Linked DNA regions of Mus musculus: all the other regions are linked to region 1. A link is a contact called in public HiChIP or PLAC-seq and promoter capture Hi-C data. All regions are on one chromosome and are shown on one strand. Each heading gives the region's core, a stretch centred on a gene start, on an enhancer-like site or on the middle of the called end of the contact. The rest is flanking DNA. Distances are from core to core; before and after follow the strand shown. Region 1 holds the start of Timeless (timeless circadian clock 1). Region 2 holds the start of Prim1 (DNA primase, p49 subunit). Region 3 holds the start of Ptges3 (prostaglandin E synthase 3). Region 4 holds the start of Slc39a5 (solute carrier family 39 (metal ion transporter), member 5).

Region 1 (4,801 bases), core at 664-3,163:
TTCAGTGCTAGCCCACAGGCTTCATTCACATGAAGAGCCCCAAATGCAGCAGGAAGAACAAAAAGCTACATTAGCTTTCACTAATGCCTAGCTGTGCGCCTGAGAGCAGGATATGCTGTGTTTTCCTGAAGAGTCCCGAAGCCTGAGCATGCCTCCTCTCTTCCCACAGGTGTACTGGGTGGGCCCGATCATCGGAGGGGGCCTGGGCAGCCTACTCTATGACTTTCTCCTCTTCCCCCGGCTCAAGAGTGTTTCTGAGAGACTGTCTATCCTGAAGGGAGCCAGACCCAGTGACTCCAATGGACAGCCAGAGGGTACAGGGGAACCTGTCGAACTGAAGACTCAGGCCCTGTAAAAGCTCCAGTTGGAGAGAGCCGCAGAAAGCCGCTGGGTTTCAGGGAGGGCCAAACCGGCCCTTGGATGAAGAAAGAGACTGTGGGGAGGGTCATGTACTTCTTTATTTTTTAACTTACGTTTTTCATTTTTTTCCCCCTTTTGCTGTGTGAAATCTTTCAAGTTGCATTCACGACTGGTTAGTGCAAACTTCCCTTCCTCCCCGCTCCAGCTACCCTCGCCGTGTGTGCACGACTGTTCATATGAATGTGGGTGCGTGTGGCCGTGTCTGAGTTTGCGGGCACAGAAGCTAGGGGAGGGGAAAGAGGTGTCAACATGTATGTCATTTCCCACCCCAGTTTGGTGAGCACAGGGAACCCGAGTTTCTGGCCTTTACCCTGCTTCCATTCAAGTATATGCACCTTGATTTTTGAAGGGTCACGGGGGTGGGTGGGGTGTCGTTCCTCTCAGGAAGCAGACAGCAGAAAGAAAGGAGGAGGGAAGGCATTCCAGGGGTTAGGAGGTCTGGTGGGAGAGGAATCCAAGATTTTATTTCCAGATCACCACACAAGTGTACCTAAGTTTTGAGGGAGTTAATGGGAGACTATAGGCTACGGATCTCATGGATGCTCATCCCAGAGAAAAGTAAACACGGGCCTTGAGTTGTTCTGTAAAGCCACATAAGCCTGCCTACATCCACCGGCTGGGCTGTGTGTTCAGAAGCCTTGAGCCACGGACCTTCCAATAGAAACAGGGGTTAGGCAAGTTTAAAAGGCCCTGCCTAATAGCCCCAGACAGAAGGTGCTGAAGCCCAGAATTGCTCTCTGAGGCTAAAACAGGAAATCTGGTGTCTGAAGCAAATTTACAGGAGTTGAGGGGCAAGACGGGGGTGGGGTGAGTGGGTGGGGGAAGATTCATTTAGAGCAAACTGAACTTTGCAAATGGCATCTCTGTACTTTTATCACTAGCTCCATAGTCTTTTATTTTTGTATGTCTTTTCACTTTTCTCTCGGCTATCCTTTCTGCTAACTCTCCCTCATGACCCAGATATCGATCTCCTCAATCTAAACGCTTAATTCAGAGATGATTTTTTTTTTTTCTTTTGGAGCCCTATCTTGTATTTGTTCGTAAAACAGCATCGTCTCAACAGGGGCGCAGGTGACCCTGAACGAACAAGGAATATTTATTTCAGATCTTTCTATTCTGAGCTTCCTGTATATACCTTGCCAGCTTTAAAACATATGCCTGTAAGAAGACAGACAACCCAAAACTCCACCCCAAACATCAAACTCTCCACTTCCTCCCAAATAAAACACATCTTTTCTAACTAGCCATTTAAGACTTTGGAATAGTCCACTGGACTGGAAGGGGAAGTACGTCTGTAAATTCTCCCTTAATTCGATCTTGATTCTTATTATAATTCAGTAGAAAACCCATAGCGTTTTGGTTTTTTACTTTAACGCAGATGCCCGACTCACATAAAACAGTCCTTTTGGGTTTCCCTTCTTTATCCAATCCTCCCTCTCTCGTCTAGAGTCAAGTGGCTCTGCCCGCCCCGCCCCGCCCCGCCCCGCCCCGCCCCCGCCCGCGCAGGCGCAGACTGGTCGCTCTCAGCCGAGTGGCGGGAAAGGCTGCGACCCCGCACCTCAGGGCCTCAGGCTCTGCGAGGCTTCAGAGGACTCGCGGAGAGCGGGTGAGTGTGTCCGGAGGACCCAGGACCGACAACGGGCGTCCCTGAGGTGGTGGGACGGCGGGGCGGCGAGCAGCGGAGCAGTGAGCGGCTACTTTCCCGCCGCGCGGTTGAAGGGCGGGGGCGGGGCTCCCGGCGCGCACGCGCGTTCTGATCCTGCTCCCGGGCGAGCGCGCCGGAGACCTGCCGGGTTTTCGCGGGTCTCTGCACACCCCGAGCTCGGGCTAGGGAAGGGACGGTGAGGCCAGGATCTTCGAGTTCCGAGAGTAGAACAGAACCCTTCTGCAGTCCAGACCCGAAGACACAGTGGCCTGGAGGTCGTCAGGAGCCAGGATTCTCAGGCTTTGGGGTCTTCATAGGCCTGGTTCGATCCTCTTGCCTAAGAAGGACACAACCTCTAGGGGTGTCAGCTAGGACAAGAGCCATTAGTTAAGCTTCTTTCCTGGAGTGTCATTTCTTTGTCTTTGATGCTGTCACTAGAACCTTGTTTTGGAAAACAAAAATCAAAAAAACTGAAGCCCGTGGTTTTACATTTACTTTGAAACCCCATTTTGGTCGCGTACGGTTTTGCTTACCCAGGTGGGTGTCTTGCGTCCCTGACATTTTTCTCATCCAGTTTGACTTCCAACCTCAGGGAAAGGATGTGTTTGCTTCGCGTCCGCTCGTACCTCAAGGTACTTGAACTCCCTCTGCTGGAGAGTTCTTGTCACTTAAGTGCAGTTGCCCTAAATTCCAGTAATTCAGTTTATCCAGCCCTCCAAGCTAGTTACCCCACAGACAAAGCCTCAGCAGGTTGGGTTGCTTGTTACCAGCCTGAGGATTTGAATGAAGTCTTAGGGGCCCTCATGGTGGAAGGAGAGAACTGAATCCCATGAACAGGAACACACAGAAAGATGAATCATAAATAAAAGGACAGGGTCTCAGTCCTGGCTGGGCTGGAATTCTCTGTGTAGACCAGGCTAGCTTCAGACTCACTGGGGGAAAGGAGCTTGCAGTAGGAGTTTCAGCCCTTCATGGTAACATGATTAAAAGCAGACCCTGGCATGGTGGAGCACACCTTTATCACAGCAGGAGGATCTTTGTGAGTTTGAGACCAGCCTGGTCTACATACTGATTTCTAGGACAGTCAGGAGTACATGGACTAACTTTGCCCCAAAGTTGGGGGAAACATAAATAAATAAAAGAGTTTCTGTTTAATTTTTTTTGTGTGATGGAGCAAACACTGGATGTTGAAAGCATTCTTCAACTGAGACAGCTCTTTCATCTTTTTTTGGGGGGGGGGGGCAGCTTCTTAGGCCCACCTTTGGAAAAGACAGGTAGGAAAGGCCTTTGGTCTGTTACAGATGTGTGTGGGCATGCACATATTTATACATACATATACACACCTAAGCATGCACACAATACACCAGTGGTCTCCCTGGAAAAGCTGAGTGTCTTTGAGCAGAGTCGGATTGCATGTACAGAAGCTACCTCACCAGAGACCAGGTCTCTGAGAACGGAAGCTACCTCACCAGAGACCAGGTCTCTGAGAACGGGCCAGAAGAAAAGGCTCCTTCCAGTCCTGTCGTTCAGTGAGTATTGCACCACTTCCTTGTCTTTGTCAGAGTTTCTATTCCTGCACAAAACATCATGACCAAGAAGCAAGTTAGGGAGGAAAGGGTTTATTCAGCTTACACTTTCCACATTACTCTAGCCTCTGCCTTCCTAGTACTGGCCACTCCCCTCTTTGTGTTCCTGAAGCATTGTAGCTTTGTTTATTATCAGTGCCAGTAAACAAAGTTTATCATACATGGCACTCAGTGCCAAGAGATGAGAGCAGAGGTCCTGGCCTTGAGGACTGGTGGAAGACATGCAGGTATAACTTCTGCAGTTGCACTGACAGGAATTTTCCCCAGCTCTTCCCTCTCAGTGTGCTCACTGGCGTGTGTCCTGATTCCTCCCCATTTGTAGCTTTAACCTCCCTCCCAGACTTGTCTACTTCAGTCTAGGGATCAGCGTTTACTAAGCACCTACATGATCCCTGGGATCAAGGAGTTGACATTTTAAGTGCAGCTGTCCATTGAATTGTATTAGAATCACCTGAGAAACATGTTTCTCTTATCTGTCTTCCCATAGTGAGAGTTGAACCAAAGGCCAACCACACCAAGCCCTGACACTATGTTCTAGTTCTCCTTCCCTGCCTTACTTAAAGGTAGAGACTCCCTGAGTTTCCCAAACTGGTCTCCATTTTGAGAACAACATGCCCTGGACTCCCATGCTGGGGTTTCAGATGTCCTATACCCCACCACCACCAAGTGTAAGCAGTGATGGAGTGGGACCCAGGAATTCCTGCATCCTTGGCCAGCCAGCTGAGCTCCATCCCCACGAACCAGGAACATCTTCAGAACACTGGCCGAGCCCCACTCCCTGGAAATCATTAACTGTGCCCCACAAACTCGCCGTCTTAAACAATCTGCTTTGACTATCCTGTACACAAAATGTAAATGCCGTGAGGTAGGAGAAGGGGGTGGCTACTGGGTCAAGAAGTCACAACTGTCATATGAGCAGTCTTCTAAGCCCACAACTTAAATGTAGCTTGAAAGGTGACCGTGGGAAGATCATTAAGACTATATTGTGGGCACGGGTGGAGCTTTTTGTTCTTAACTGAGAAAGGGTCTTCTGTAGCCCAGGCTGGCCTCAGTCATTCTGTGTGGTTCTTCCCATAGTGAGAATTGAACCAAAGGCCCACCACACCAGAGCCCTGACACTACATTCTAGTTCCCTGGGTCCCATTCCTGT
Region 2 (4,801 bases), core at 595-3,094, 220 kb before region 1:
TGCTGTATGTTATTTAAAATAATAACCAGCCTGGTGGCATACACTAATGATCTCAGCACTTGAAACACAAAGGGAGGAGACTCTCCAATTTGAGGCCAACCTAGGCATCAAAGTGAGACTCTGCCTTTTTTTTTTTTTTTTTTTTTTTTGGATATTTTACTTATTTACATTTTAATGTTATTGCCTTTCTGCAAACCCCCTATCCCATCCCTCCTCCTCCCTGCTTCTATGAGGGTGCTCCACCTACTCCCACCTCCCTGCCTTTGGGGCATCAAGCCTTCACAGGACCAAGGGCCTCTCCTTTCATTGATGCCTGACAAGGCTATCCTCTGCTACATATGCAGCTGGAGACTCAAGTCCCTCCATGTGTATTCTTTGGTTGGTGGTTTAGTCCCGGGAGCTCTGGGAGGTCTGGTTGGTTGCTATTGTTCTTCCTATGAACTTGCAAACCCCTTTAGCTCCCTCAGTCCTTCCCCTAACTCCCCCATTGGGGTCCTCATGCTTTAGTCCGATGGTTGGCTTCAAGTATCTGCCTCTGTATTTGTTAGGCTCTGGCAGAACCTCTCAGGAGACAGCTGTATCAGGCTCCTGTCAGCAAGCACTTCTTGGCATCACCAATAGTGTCTGGGGAAGACTCTGCCTTTTAAAAATGCATATTTAAAAGAGTAAAATGCAAAAATGTCAATGCAAAATTAAACAAACACGACAAAAGAACTCTGACCTATTCTTGCAACCATTGTTCAAAAGAAAATAAGTTATGTCTTGTTTTTTATTGTTTTGTTTTGTTTCTTGAGGCGGGGTCACAGAACTCACTCTATAGAACAGGCCTCAAAAGCATAGATACACCTGCCTCTGCCTCTGGAGCGCTGGAATTTAAAGTCCTGCATAGCCACTGCCCAGCTAAAAACTAAGTTCTTAAGTGTAATTTTACCAAATGGTGCAAGAAATAAACCTCTGTCTGACAGTTTTGCAGAAAATCAAACTGTTCTCCCCAGTGATGGTCTGGTTCAGATAACAACCCCGGAAACAACTGGTCCAAAACATCAATTCACTACTAGTCAACAACTTCACTAATTTTCTTCCAATTTTGTTCCAACAAGAGAAAGTAAAACATGTCTCCCCACTTCCAGTTAGATTACGAACAGACTCCAATCAGAACCACTAGGCGACGGCTCTTTTCCCTGAGCACCCCCAACCCCGTCCCTTTTTATTATTTATTTTCTCTGAAATTCCCACATTCCTGTGAGCCTTTGCATCTGTACTTATGTACCAAAGGTGTAAAATGGTGGTTGGCTCACTTGCCATGGAAAACTCAGACCAAACAGCCGTTGATTTTTCTCATGCGGTCTTCATTTCGAATACTGAATATAGTAACTCTATGACAATTTTTCAAAATCTCTTTATGAGATATTGGTAATATCTCTAAAATATTCATCTTTTGCAAAGGACTTGTTAAAATCTTACTATTGGCCGGGCGGTGGTGGCACACGCCTTTAATTGCACTTGGGAGGCAGAGGCAGGCAGATTTCTGAGTTCAAAGCCAGCCTGGTCTACAAAGTGAATTCCAGGACTATACAGAGAAACCCTGTCTCGGGGGGAAAAAAAGAATCTTGTTATTACTAATCAAAATCAATATGCTAAAGGTCTCTCCTTTTCGGGGACAATCCTGTTGTTAAATGGATAGGTTTTCAGAGCCCGGAAGATGCAGATGGACTCTAAAAGGAGCAGTAGGAGTCGTCTACACCTGCGAGATCTGCAAGAACTACAATTCCCAGCAGTCCCTCCGGCGGCGCAGGTCCATGCGCGCGCAGGGATGGAGGCCTGTCTTGTTCCCGCCAATTCTCGTGTCAGTCCTGTCCGGGTCTAGTTCTTTACTTCATGGAGCCATTTGATCCTGCGGAGCTGCCGGAGCTACTCAAGCTTTATTACCGAAGGCTCTTTCCCTACGCCCAGTACTATCGCTGGCTCAACTATGGCGGAGGTGATGGAGGCTGGGACGGGATGGGTAGCGGGGCTGGGAGCCGTGTGTGAGAATACTTTGGGCGGGATGTCCTAGGAAGAAGAGAGGCACCTTCTTCACCAATGACAGGCAGCGTCCTTGGAATATTTACAGCTCCTGTTTATTGCTCCCTAGCAAATGTGAAATTGTATGCCCCTTCAGATTACAGGCTATCTAGAACAGAGCTGGGCACAGAGCACTCGTTAAAAATATTCCAGAGAGCCTAGTAGCTCATACCTATAATCCTTACATTCTGGAGATTGGGGCATGTGGATTTTCATGAGTTCAAGGCGAGCCAGGGCTACATAGTAAGCTCTAGAGCAACCTATTCTACACAATAAAACCCTGTCGTTTAAAAACTTATGTCAGGCTGGGCGTGGTGGCACACGCAGAGGCAGGCGGATTTCTGAATTCGAGGTCAGCCTGGTCTACAGAGTGAGTTCCAGGACAGCCAGGGCAACACAGAGAAACCCTGTCTCGAAAAACCAAAAAAAAAAAAAAAACAAAAAAAAAACGAACATATGTCTTCCCATTAGTTAAGGTTTTAGTTAAGGTTACATTATGCCCTAAACTGGAGTTAAAATTATTTTGCAGTGACAAAGAATTACTTTCAACACCGTGAATTTTCATTCACACTGAAAGATGATATTTACATTCGCTACCAGTCCTTCAACAACCAGAGTGAACTGGAGAAGGAGATGCAGAAAATGAATCCATATAAGATTGATATAGGCGCAGTATATTCTCACAGAGTAAGGAATCTTTTTTTTCTTTTGTATTTTGTTTGTATCTTTTTTGTGTGTTTATTTTATAAGCCAGAGTGAGTTCTTGCCCCCAAGTTTTGAAGGTAATGTTTTAGAGTGTATTATTGTTGATGAAACGCACCTTTTTTTCAAATTAATTTTAACACTCTATAGACTGAAAATCACTTGGCTGAAAATACCTTGCCTTCTTCCTAGGTTTAGAAGAAAAGGTGAGCATTGGGCTGGAGTGTAGCTCAATTGATAAGAGTGCTTGCCTGGCATGCATGAACGGTTGGATTCCATTCCTAAGAACACATAAACCAGGTGTAATGGGCATTGTCTCTAATCCCAGCATAAAGGAGGGAGAGGCCAGTTTGAAATACATGAGACCATGTCTTTTTTTTTTTTTAAGATTTATTTATTGTTATATGTAAGTACACTGTTGCTGTCTTCAGACACACCAGAAGAGGGCATCAGATCTCATTACAGGTGGTTGTGAGCCACCATGTGGTTGTTGGGAATTGAACTCAGGACCTCTGGAAGAGCAGTCAGTGCTCTTAACCATTGAGCCATCTCTCCAGCCCCAGTACGTGCCTTTTATTGCCTGTTCTGATAGGTATTGATGGACCCTTACAATACCCCTGGTCTTCAGTTGTGAGGGGAGCTATGATTTTCCTGAATAACCTGTGCTTTTTTTTTTTTTAATATGATATTTCTGAGGCTTTCAATGATTTATCATTAAACTCTCTTTGCAATCTTAACCCGCTCACACTTGCACACAATCCCATTTTAATCTTCCTGCTCTGCCTCCCGAGTTGCTGGAACTGTAGGTGTGTACCAAAGCACTCACCAACGGGTGTGATGTTTCACTGAGAAGTGACTTGGCTGAGCCATATTCTCAGAGACTCTTTGAGCTAAGTTCGCCTAGGTCTTTGTCAGGATAAAATCTCCACTAACATAGGAACTTTTGTTTAGTCACTGATCTATCCCTAGAGCCTAGAACGATGCCCACATATGCTCAGATTCTTCTGAAAGGAATCTAGTCTCCTGCCTAGGTTATCAGTGAAAGCCAACAGATGTGAGGAGAAAGTCCTGAGTCTCTGGATAAAGAGATGGCTCCACAGGAAAAGCATTCGGTTTGGACCTGAGTTCAAACCTCCAGCATCCACATAAAAGCTGGTTACATCTACGCTCGCACCTATAATGTGTGTGCGGGACAGAGGCAGGAGACACTGGGGCTTGCTGGTAATCAAGGGCAGCTTGGGCTACATGAAACCCTGTCTCAAAAACAACAGAGACTCATTTGAGGAGATATCTTTTAATATGTTGAAGGGATCTAAAATAATTATGTATGTGTTACTTGTGTGTACTGTAACAAGGAAAGACTTGTAAAATACTCTGTAATAGGAATTATTTGTATATACATTCACTTATTAGAAACTTCACATAGCTTTGTCACTTCTATCAAGCAACATACACTTAGAGTTAAATCATTACACCTGGGCTGGTGAGATGGCTCAGTGGGTAAGAGCACCCGACTGCTCTTCCGAAGGTTCAGAGTTCAAATCCCAGCAACCACGTGGTGGCTCACAACCATCCGTAACAACATCTGATGCCCTCTTCTGGAGTATCTGAAGACAGCTACAGTGTACTTACATATAATAATAAATAAATCTTTAAAAAAAAAATCATTACACCTTATTTTAAGTCGATAAAAAAAAAACTATCATCAATTCAGGTTGTATGAGATCCAAGCTGTCTAAAGTATCCTAGGTGTGGTATTATGCGGCATCTTTGACTTACTCACCGTGTGAATAGACGTGGGCATCTCTTACAGAGCCTGATGGCTGTTTGTATTCTTAGCCCAATCAACACAATACAGTGAAGCTGGGAGCTTTCCAGGCCCAGGAGAAAGAACTGGTCTTTGACATCGACATGACAGACTACGATGACGTAAGGAGATGCTGCAGGTAAGCGCCCTCCTGCTGGGGTAAGTGACAGTCACTGGCAGTGAGTAATGACGGCTTTGTTCCAGTTCTGCAGACATATGTTCCAAATG
Region 3 (4,801 bases), core at 1,541-4,040, 170 kb before region 1:
CAGTCTCAAAGTAATTCCAAAGTGTTGTTGATATCTTGTGTCGTGAAGGCACTGGCACTGCAAAGTGTACCATGCTGTGGGCATGGGCAAACTCCTCCCAGAAGCAAACTCCTCCTCTCATCACACATTTTTTTTTTTTTTTTTTGGTTTTTTTCGAGACAGGGTTTCTCTGTATAGCCCTGGCTGTCCTGGAGCTCACTTTGTAGACCAGGCTGGCCTCGAACTCAGAAATCCGCCTGCCTCTGCCTCCCGAGTGCTGGGATTAAAGGCGTGCGCCACCACGCCGGGCTCTCATCACACATTTTATTCTGCACTCATTTCCTTTCACTGTTGCCAACATTTTCAAAACCCTTCTTCCAAGGGTTGCCTTGGGTCCTAGAGAATAACCCTAAGACAAGCAGGTCAAAATGGGGATGGGTAAAGGACACAGGAGGCACTGGGCTCAGTCCCTAGCATTACAACAAAGCAAAAAGGTAGGTTGAACTATTTTCTTATGAACTGAAGGCCTTCCATCCTATTTTCATTATTTTACTTGTACTGGTGTTTTGCGTATGTATGTATTATGAATGTATTATGTATGTATGTATGTATGTATGTATGTGCCTTTGCACCACGTTACAGTGAGTCACCATGTGGAAGCTGACAATTGAGCCTGAGTTTCCTGGAAGAGCAGTAAGTGCTGTCAACTTCTACATCATCATTTTTTTTTTTTTTTTTTGAGACAGTATCAATCACTGCATAGCCCTGGATGGCCTGATTTTAACTGTGCTAGGGTTAAGGGCATATGTCATACCTGGCCTTGTTTAAGTTTTGTGTGGGGGTGTTTTGCCTGTGTGTAGTATCTATGCCCAATGCACATGCCTGGTGCCATTGGAGGCCAGAGGTCAGATATCCTGGGACTAATGGAACTGAACCCAGGTCTTATAGAAGAGCAGCCAGTGCTCTAAATTCTGAGCTATTTCTTCATCCCTGATAAAAGTTTCTTAACAAGGCCTGTTCTGTTTCTTCCAGTTAACATGTCCCTCTTTTTTTGTGCTTCTAACACTTTTCAATTTTCCATTATAACAGTGGGTCTTTTTTCTTTTGGGGATGTGTTAGTAGTTGCTGGTGTCATGGTCTAAGCCCAGGGCTTACCCATGCTAAGCAAGTACTCTACCACTGAGCTACATCCTAACCTTTATTGAAATTGAAAATGTTTCTTTTTGGGGGGTGGGGTTGTCTGTTTTGTTTTTGTCTGATTTGGGGGGGGGGTTTGTTTTGTTTTTTGATTTTTGAGACAGGGTTTCTCTGTGTAGCCCTGGCTGCCCTGGAACTCACTTGGTAGACCAGGCTGGTCTCGAACTCAGAATCTGCCTGCCTCTGCCTCCGGAGTGTTGGGATTTAAGGTGTGCACCACCACCGCCCGGCAAGTCTGATTTTTTGAGGCATGTGTCTTTATATATACAAGGCTGGACAAACTCAGAGATCAACCTGCTTCTACCTGCCAACCCACTGTTGGGATTACAGACATGGGCCATGAACCCTAGCTCTTTTCGAATTTTGAGGGAACTGGAGTTAATGGTTCAGCAGTCAGAACACTGGGTGCTCTTAAAGACATAGGTTCTATTCCCAGAACCTACATGGTTCACATGATCTAGTTTCAAAGGATCTCAGGCCCTATTTTTGACCTCTGTGTGGGAATCAGGCACACACACGGTACACATACATAATTGTTGACAGAATACTTACATCACCTCGGGAAAAAATGGAAATTTGAAACAGGGAAGTTGCCCACACTACCAAGTTGTCCCAGCTCCTTCAGCTGAGATTACAAGCCTGTGACACTACACCAGACTAATTTTCATTTCCCTGACAGGTGGTAAAGTTCTTAACATCAGGCAATTGGATCTGGACTATACAGCCAACATCACCAATTAGTCTGCACTGACATCAATATCAAAAGAAAAAAGCCTGTAATACCAGCACATAAGAGACTGAAGCAGGATTACTCTAAAAACCTGATGTCCTAATAGTGGCTCATTGGTCTACCTCTGCCCTAATCCGTCAGTTTTTGATAAGCAGAGATTGTTCTTGGCTACTAACCCCATTTAACCCAGGGCATTGTATACAAAACCAGTCAAAGGATTTTCAAATAGATCCTTAACCACCTCATCTGAACTCACGCAAGGAGACAGCGAATTAATCTAGAAACTTCCCTCCTCGCCTCCCCCAGGGCGCCAATGTCTCCAAGCAGGGGGGAGAGGCGCGCCCCTAAAGGCAAAGAGGCAAAAGCAGCTCCTCCGCTAAAGGAGCCCAGGCGGGATCCGGACAATCAGAAAAACAGCGAGTGGTCCAGGCTTTAAGGACGAAGCCGTTTTTCCACGGATGCAACCGGCGTTGCCGGGCGTGGTGGCTTTGGCACAGGACTGCAATCCCGGACTCGGGCGACTGAACTCGAGGCCAACCTGGGTTTGCGGCAGGCACCCCTGTCTAAGACAAAACAATCCCCACACATCGCCTTGGGGTCTGCTGTATACGCCGCAGCGTCCCACCGCCTTCCAGGGCGGCCCCTACGTCTCTCGGGGAGATCGCCCGCGAGCGTGCTCAGGCGGTTGGCGGCCAACGGCTTGCTAACGCGAGACCGGAGCCCGGGAAGACAGGCGCGAACGGGGCAGCCGGAGGGTCGAGGGGAGGGGCGGGCGCGGGAAGGATCGCGAAGGAGCCGGGAGGCCCCGCCCCTTCCGTAGAGATCTCTAGAAAACCGCGCAGAGCCTGGAAACGGCGATTGCGCACGCGCGGCGGCCGGCCCGGGCATTTTGCTGCGTCACCAGCCGCCGCCCGGCCTCGCCACCCCTCGCGCGCACGCACGCTCCTTCTCCGTCCTCGCGCCCCTTTTCCTACACTTTCCTTCTCTCCCGGGTTGAGGGAGCCGCTCTCCGCGCGGTGCATTCTGGGCATCGAGGCCGAGCCCGCCGCCGCCGTCGCCTAAGAGGAGCGAGGAGAGGCCGCGACCGGGCAGAGACCGCCGGAGTCGCCGCCGGAGAGGAGTCGACTCGCCAGCCGCCGCCAGCGAGGCCCGCCCACCCGTTTGTCTGGCCCTCTGCCCCGTTCACCATGTGAGTGCGACATCCCGCCGACGGAAGGTCGTCCCGGAGCGGAGCGAGGCCGCGCCGGGAGCCCCGGCTGCCGGGAAACGGCCCCTCGCCCTCCCCCCACCCTCGGCCCTTCGCCTTTCTCCCCGCCCGCGCTGGTGGCAGCCCTGCCGTGGGGTGGGAGGGCCTGCATCCTTGTTCCTGTTACCGTTGGAGGACATTTTTCCTCCAGATGTCCGTTTCCCCACCTCCAGATCGACCCCCGGATTCCTCGTGCCAGAAATCCCACTTTTCTTCCCTAGACAGCCTGGCTCTCTCGGAACTCTGGGAACTTAGCCTTAGGCCCTAAACTCGTGTGTGAGCTTTCCGCCATGAGGGCGCCGGGAGCCGTGGAGTCCTGCCGCTCGGTGCTGATGCCCGGACCCGGCAGGACCGGGCTGAGAGCATTTGTGGGTGCCGCCGTAAGCCGGTGCTACCGGTAGGGCACCACGCGGCCCTCGGCGGCAGGCACTGCTAGGCAACTAGAGGGGGCCATGCCGTCACCACAACGAAACTTCCCGTTCCCACATCTCGGGTCTCTTGAAAATGGTGAACGCTAGCAAATGCGGTCACCTCCTTGGCAGCGAGTAATAGTTACTATGGAGCAGGTAGTTCTGCACGTGTCTAGTCACAAGATACTTGTGGACTCTTTTCTTCTCTGTACCTCAATAAACTTTGGGTGGCATTTCGTCATGCTCTTTGTATGCGGAGGTGAAACAGGTATAAAATGACCATCTCACTTGCCTGAAGGTCTTAATTTGTTTATATGGAGGTTACAGATTCTTTTAATCTAAGAATTTTTGCCCTTATTTTTCTAGCCTGGACAACTTTCAAATATGAGAGAATTGAATTACAGTACTTGAGGGTGGTGTGGGTGGCTGCTATGCACAGCACTAAAAGTTACGGATTGTAGTTGAAAAAAAAAGTTTAACGATTGTACAAGTTTAAGTTTTAACTGCTTGCTTGAATGGCTAAAAATCTAAATTGATAGACGATGTCCTAGAGCCAATTAGTGGCTGAGAAACAGGTCCTAGAAGAAGACCATGTAGTACTAGAAAATGTGTAAAGAAATTTGGAGGAGTCCCCCATAAAAACAAAGATATGTAGCAGGTTTTACATTTTAGTGTTTCATTATAGTAATTTTATTCATGTGTGTGCCCTCCCCCCACCCCCTCGTGTTCCTGGAGGTAAGAGGACAGTCTGTGGGGAAACAATTTAAGTTGTCAGGTAGAGAAACGGAGAGCCTTCACTTGCTTAGCCATCTCACCAGCATGGATTTAAATTTTACCTTTGAGATGTTAAGAAAAAGCTCTTGTGTGTGACTGACCTGTATTCTGATGTCATGTTGGCTTCTTAGGACAAGTTTATGTAAAAACTTTTTGATATTTTCCAAACTGTACGGGGAAAATGAATTGCTAGGTAAAACATAATCAATTTAGTAGATAAACATAGCCAAACGAAACATCTTTTCATCCAGAAGTAGCAATTTAGGAGGTAGAGAGACTGCGCAGTGATTAACAGCACTGGCTACCCTTGCTGAGAACCCAAGTTCTATTACCAGAACCAACTGCCTGCTGAGAGCAGAGGTGTTAGTTCTGAATCTGGAGTTAGAGGCAGTTGTGAGCCACCCTGCTTGGGTGCTCTTGTAGAAGCAAGAGCAGTGTGGTGTGGATGTTTTGTCTGTATGTTTG
Region 4 (4,801 bases), core at 1,473-3,972, 170 kb after region 1:
ACGAGGGGTCAGAGGAGCAACAGGGCTCAGTCCAAAATTGACCAGCAGCTGGGAGCCATTCAGACACTGGAGATTTTGAGGGGAAGGCCATGTATTAGGGAGTCACTGTGAACTACAACCCAAGTCTTGACATCTGTTCTTCCATCAAGTCCCAGGTCCCATTGGCTCATACTGGCACATGCATCAGAGACTGGGGACAGGGGACTTAATGTGTGTTAATCCCTGGTGATTATCCAATCCAATGTAAGTATTCGACATATATTTCTTAATTTGCTAGAGAACGCTGCTGTCATCTCCCTCTTATGCCCTAAGAATTTCCTGTGTTAGCGATGAGCTACTTTGGCCACTAGACAAGAAACCTGACAATGCCGTCCATCTTTAGTCAACACCCCACCATGGGTTGATCCAGCCTAGGCTGGAGTGCTTCTTTTGATAGGGCATGCCACCTGATCACAGGGTCCGGCAGCTTTGTCTGCCACCTTGTGTGTGTAGAACAAGGAACAGACGGACTGTTTCAGATGGATATACCATCATCTCCAGGACACTTTTCCACATAACCATCCCCACAGCCTAACCCTGAGATACTTCCCTGGATTGTGCGTTTGCTAAGTGACACCTCTGAATTTGGTGAGCCTGCGCTAAGGTTAAAGGGAACACTGAGTAGCTATTCGTTTACTGACTCTTCATGTACTTCAAGCCCCCTAAAGGGCCAAATACTTCAGGCCACCTACTCCCATGGTTCCTTCTCCTGTCTAGAGACTCAGACTTACATCCTCATTCAGATGGTCAGCCAACGAATGGTCCAACAGCAGAAGCCTCTGGAAGAGGTCTAGGCTCGAGGGCCCTGACCCGTGCAGGTCAGGAGCCTTTGATTCCTCCTGGTCACCCCAACCTGAAGGGCCCAGAGGCATTCCTGCCCAGATGTCCACACTCAGCTCCGGCTCTTGCAGCCTACATTAGATGGATTAGCAAGCAAGTCAGACTTACTCAAGTTCCCTGACACCTGCCCTGAGCTGTCACCTGGAAGGTTTGGCGAAGGAAAGACAACCACAGTCAGTCCTGGGAAGACCTGAGAGCTGTCATTTGTAAGAGAACCTAAAGTGGGTGGCTGTGGGCTCGACAGGGAAAGCCTGGAAGTACCGAGAGCTAGGACTTCTGGAGAATTGAAGCTAATAGAGGTGAGCAGTTGGTGTGAGAGGATTTGTAACTCTGGGGATTCATGCACTGGGCAGCTGGAGCCTAAGCAGGCACTGAGCGGAACCAGGAGATGCCACATTTTGTGTTTGGGAGAGAGATTAATACCTGTGTGTGAAATTGTCTCCACTTGTGGGTGCAGCCCGCCCAGTTGGAGGCTCATGGTGTCCCAGACGGAGCCCCTGGACTCGGCCTAGTCCTAGGCTGTGGAGAAGCCGCGCCAGGCCCCCTGCAGTCAGTGTCCCGTTCTCTCCATATAGACCAAACAACTGGGCCAGGTAGTGGTTCTGTTCCTGTTCAGCTGGGCCCAGGTTTGGGACGGAGCCTCCTACCCAGCCCAAGGCCACCCCCACACATAGGCCAGTCAGCAGATGATGTACTGGGGGCCCCATCACTAGGGCTATGGTTAGAGGCTCTGTTTCTGACTTCTATTTCCTTTGAGACATCCTGAGGACTGTACCCTAGAACAAGGAGGAGGGGTGGGGTCAGAGCTGCTGTCCCTCAGCTGAGAGCTAGGGAGATGTTCTTACACTTACCACCGCTTACTGAGTCTGTCTGCAGCTTCTGCAGGCTCAGGCGTTCTCTGCCCCTCCCTTCTGCCTTCTGGAGCAGCCTCCTGACCCCAGAGCTCTCCTTACACCTGGTCCCGAGACAACCCACCTCTCAAGCTTGTTCCGCCTCCCTATTCCCTCTCCATATTCAGGGCCTCACCCCTACTGGCAGTGTGAGAGCTGTCACCTCAGGTCCCTGGAAGGCCTCACTGTGGACCTTAGGAGATCCGAGGGAAGGAGCTCAGCCTTCAGATGCAGTGGAAGCCACGTCACAAGGAGGGCTGAAATGGATAGGTTTCCCCTTAGCCCACCTGCTCTGGGGCGGAGTCAGGGGTGGGGCAAGTGTGGGAAGGTTCATATAGGAGTTAATGGTTCACTGGTCTCTGGGATGGGGGGGGTCAAAAGTCAGTCTCTGCAGGGCCTTGACTGGGGAGGGGCCACCCTCTGCCCTGAAGAAGCCACATGGTTAAGAACTTGTGCTCAGTTTTTTCCTCTTAAATATTTTATAGCCCATAAGCCATTCAGCGCCACCCAAGCCTTTTCCTAAACGTACCCTCCCCACATTCCTAACATCTGGTCCTGAGCTGCGTCTGTTTCCAACCCCATCCCCACATTCCCTGGAGAGTTGAGCCAAGGTGCTCCTAAACTGGGAGTTAGAGGGAGAGGCAGATAAGTGGCAATTCCAGATGCATTTAGGAAAGTGACTTCAGTGATGCCCACCCTGGGAAGTGTAAGAAAAGAGCTGTGATTCCCCGACTCCAGCAAGCACTAACCGTCAGCACCCCCCAGCTCTATAATCAATGAACGAGAAAGAGGAAGCCCTGTTGAGGAAAAGAAGCCAGAACAGGGCTCCCCTCTGACATCTGACCTGGCTTACAATCAGGGGGTCAGTGAGTGGCCCGGGGGGTTGGGGTTAGCATTACCTGACGGCAGGACAGGAGACACAAAAGACACCAAGAGGAAGGGGGACCCAGCCTTCTTGTGGGAGGCAGGCTGGACAAGGGTCACCTGGAGGGAGGGGGTAGGGGAGGGACACTACCTTAAAGGGGCAGGCTTGCTTTGCCAAAGGCCTCCTTGCCTGGGCACTACAATTCCCTAAGTGCACACCTGCTAACCTCTTTCCTATGAGAGAAACACAGACTCCAGAATGAGTGGGAACATTTATTAGGAAGGAGGGATTTCAGTTAGACCCTTATTTCCCACACAAAAACCACACTGTCTTTTCCAAAGGAGGGCAGGCAGAGGACCCTGGATCCCAGGGGATAGACAGCATCAGCAGGACAGGGGTGGGGTGGGGCGTGAGTTTGAGGTGGATAAGGCTGCTGCTTCCAACCCCTCCAGGGAAATTTAGTGGCTAAAACACAGCTACTTTATCCTCTAATCCCAAAGCCAGCAGCCTGATAGAAGACTGTCTTGTTCTCTGGCAGAGACGCCTGGATCATGGTTGTGGTGGAAGGAAGGAGAGACTCATCTCTTGCTATCTCTTGCTGCTTCTTCGGGTTTCTTTGCCGTTGCTGACAGGGTTGCTGGAGGGGCCAGGAGGGCCGGAAGGCGTGTGGTTGGGTTGACTTCGAGTGATTCGGGTGCTGGGGGGATGTGAGGGGGTGTGAGAAGGATGGGGGCCACCCACAGGACCTAGCTGGGTGCTCAGTCCATTTCCGTTCTGGTTCTCGGAAGCTAGTTGTGGGAGAGGAAGAAACAGAGTTAGGTAGTTAAGGTAAGAAAGGGTCTGTCTTCAAAGCCCACTTCCATGCCCCAGAGAGTGGATGAGTCTTCACCAAGCACAACTGCGTGAATGCTGACCAGGTACAAAAAGACTATGGGTTTTGAATAAGAATGGGATCCTAGCCGGCATGGTGGCGCACGCCTTTAATCCCAGCACTCGGGAGGCAGAGGCAGGTGGATTTCTGAGTTCGAGGCCAGCCTGGTTGGGACCCTAGCACTGATAATTTTAACTGTCAATTTGGTACAATCTAGAGTCTGCTAGGGAGAGTCAGTGAGGGGCTTGTCTACATTGGCTGGTCTGTAGGGGATTGTAATTAACTTAATTTTGCAGGAAGACCTAGCCCAACTGTAGATGGCCCTATTCCCTAGGCAGGTGGTCCTGAATAGAGTACAAAAAGCTATGGGCTAAAAGTATGAATGGGGCCCCTCAATAATTTTGGAAGTTGCTCCATGAACCACATATGTGTGTGTGTATAATTTTATATTATATAAATACAACATATTTATCTTAGGTATCTCTGTGTCATTGGAAATCAGACCCAGATTTAGTTCAAGGCTCAAAGCTCTCTGAAAAAATGTCCTATGGCCCAAGATGCCTGTAAAGCTGGAGAAGCACAGGAAGAAGAGCTATAGTTTCTCTTTAAATGGAAAGGGGCTGGGTCTATCATGTGGGAAGTTAGTGCTTGGGTTAGATACCCAGCACTATAATAAAATGAAAAATACATCCGGGAACTGAACCCCTCTGCCACTGACTGAGCCACTTAGCTACACATCACCCCCCAACTGTGTATATTTTGTGTTTACTCCTGTGTGTGTGTGTAGCTAAGTGTACACGCACGCACACACACACACATATATAACCTTCAGGAGTTGGTTGTCTCCTTCTGCCATGTGGATGTTCTGGGAATTGAACTCAGGTTGTCAGGCTTGATGTCAAATACCCATTCCTGCTGAACCACCTTGCCAATCCCTACACCCATATATTTTAAACATTTTAAGGGAGCTGGGAGTGTGAGATGCCTTCACTCTGGCAACTGTATGCTAGGATTACCCCTCCCCCCCCCCACACACACATACCTATTGCAGCGTATTATAATCCTTACTCCTGCAGAGACTGAAAGGCAGGTGCTGTGTTTTATTCCTTGACATATACATAGAGTAGGTGCTCTACTGAGTCCTAGTAGACAGAAACAGGACTGTCTCTGGTGTACAAAGGCATTGCTGACCGTCAGTGATGTGGAGACTAGTTCTCAAACCATATTCCCACTCAATTCTCTGTTCTACTGGTCTAAGCTATCTGTAGCCTAGATGGAAGGGAAAAGCCCTTTCCT

What was found. HiChIP or PLAC-seq counts read pairs in DNA pulled down with a chosen protein or histone mark. Capture Hi-C pulls out chosen DNA fragments and counts their contacts.
Region 2: a contact with region 1 is called in an H3K4me3 HiChIP or PLAC-seq map of the SCID.adh cell line, with 13 read pairs. The contact joins the promoter of Prim1 here to the promoter of Timeless in region 1. A contact is called at or near these places in 9 of 39 promoter capture datasets (the 3T3-L1 cell line, the C10 cell line, embryonic stem cells and 4 more), 1 of 484 Hi-C or Micro-C datasets (Sertoli cells), 4 of 115 datasets of contacts at active chromatin or transcription factors (the SCID.adh cell line, bone marrow-derived macrophages, memory CD8 T cells and 1 more) and 3 of 9 other capture datasets (adipose tissue, liver and pancreatic islet).
Region 3: a contact with region 1 is called in an H3K27ac HiChIP or PLAC-seq map of extraembryonic endoderm stem cells. The contact joins the promoter of Ptges3 here to the promoter of Timeless in region 1. A contact is called at or near these places in 22 of 39 promoter capture datasets (the 3T3-L1 cell line, 3T3-L1-derived adipocytes, the HPC-7 cell line and 15 more), 1 of 15 datasets of contacts at CTCF or cohesin (the NIH/3T3 cell line), 4 of 484 Hi-C or Micro-C datasets (CD4 T cells, forebrain, liver and 1 more), 16 of 115 datasets of contacts at active chromatin or transcription factors (the 230-238 cell line, CD8 T cells, the HPC-7 cell line and 10 more) and 3 of 9 other capture datasets (adipose tissue, liver and pancreatic islet).
Region 4: a promoter capture Hi-C map of pancreatic islet shows a contact between it and region 1. The contact joins the promoter of Slc39a5 here to the promoter of Timeless in region 1. A contact is called at or near these places in 15 of 39 promoter capture datasets (the 3T3-L1 cell line, 3T3-L1-derived adipocytes, the C10 cell line and 9 more), 1 of 15 datasets of contacts at CTCF or cohesin (CD8 T cells), 1 of 484 Hi-C or Micro-C datasets (Th1 cells), 5 of 115 datasets of contacts at active chromatin or transcription factors (CD8 T cells, the SCID.adh cell line, bone marrow-derived macrophages and 1 more) and 3 of 9 other capture datasets (adipose tissue, liver and pancreatic islet).

Annotation. Positions count from the first base shown.
Region 1 is chr10:128,230,150-128,234,950 of GRCm38.p6, forward strand. Timeless (timeless circadian clock 1) reads left to right here and starts at 1,914. Exons shown (of 29, transcript NM_001164081.1): 1 at 1,914-2,026. It overlaps Mip (major intrinsic protein of lens fiber), which reads left to right. Exons shown (of 4, transcript NM_008600.5): 4 at 170-1,663. The coding sequence ends at 355. Gm26847 (a long non-coding RNA gene) reads right to left here and starts at 2,914. Exons shown (of 2, transcript XR_380941.4): 1 at 2,599-2,914; 2 at 441-2,506.
Region 2 is chr10:128,013,371-128,018,171 of GRCm38.p6, forward strand. Prim1 (DNA primase, p49 subunit) reads left to right here and starts at 1,845. Exons shown (of 13, transcript NM_008921.2): 1 at 1,845-1,981; 2 at 2,594-2,751; 3 at 4,606-4,712; 4 at 4,778-4,801. The coding sequence starts at 1,879.
Region 3 is chr10:128,056,192-128,060,992 of GRCm38.p6, forward strand. It overlaps Ptges3 (prostaglandin E synthase 3), which reads left to right and starts at 2,791. Exons shown (of 8, transcript NM_019766.4): 1 at 2,791-3,095. The coding sequence starts at 3,094.
Region 4 is chr10:128,398,502-128,403,302 of GRCm38.p6, forward strand. It overlaps Slc39a5 (solute carrier family 39 (metal ion transporter), member 5), which reads right to left and starts at 2,723. Exons shown (of 12, transcript NM_001136237.1): 1 at 2,669-2,723; 2 at 1,933-2,026; 3 at 1,303-1,655; 4 at 771-951; 5 at 1-66. The coding sequence starts at 1,586. Nabp2 (nucleic acid binding protein 2) reads right to left here. Exons shown (of 7, transcript NM_027257.2): 7 at 2,894-3,422. The coding sequence ends at 3,223.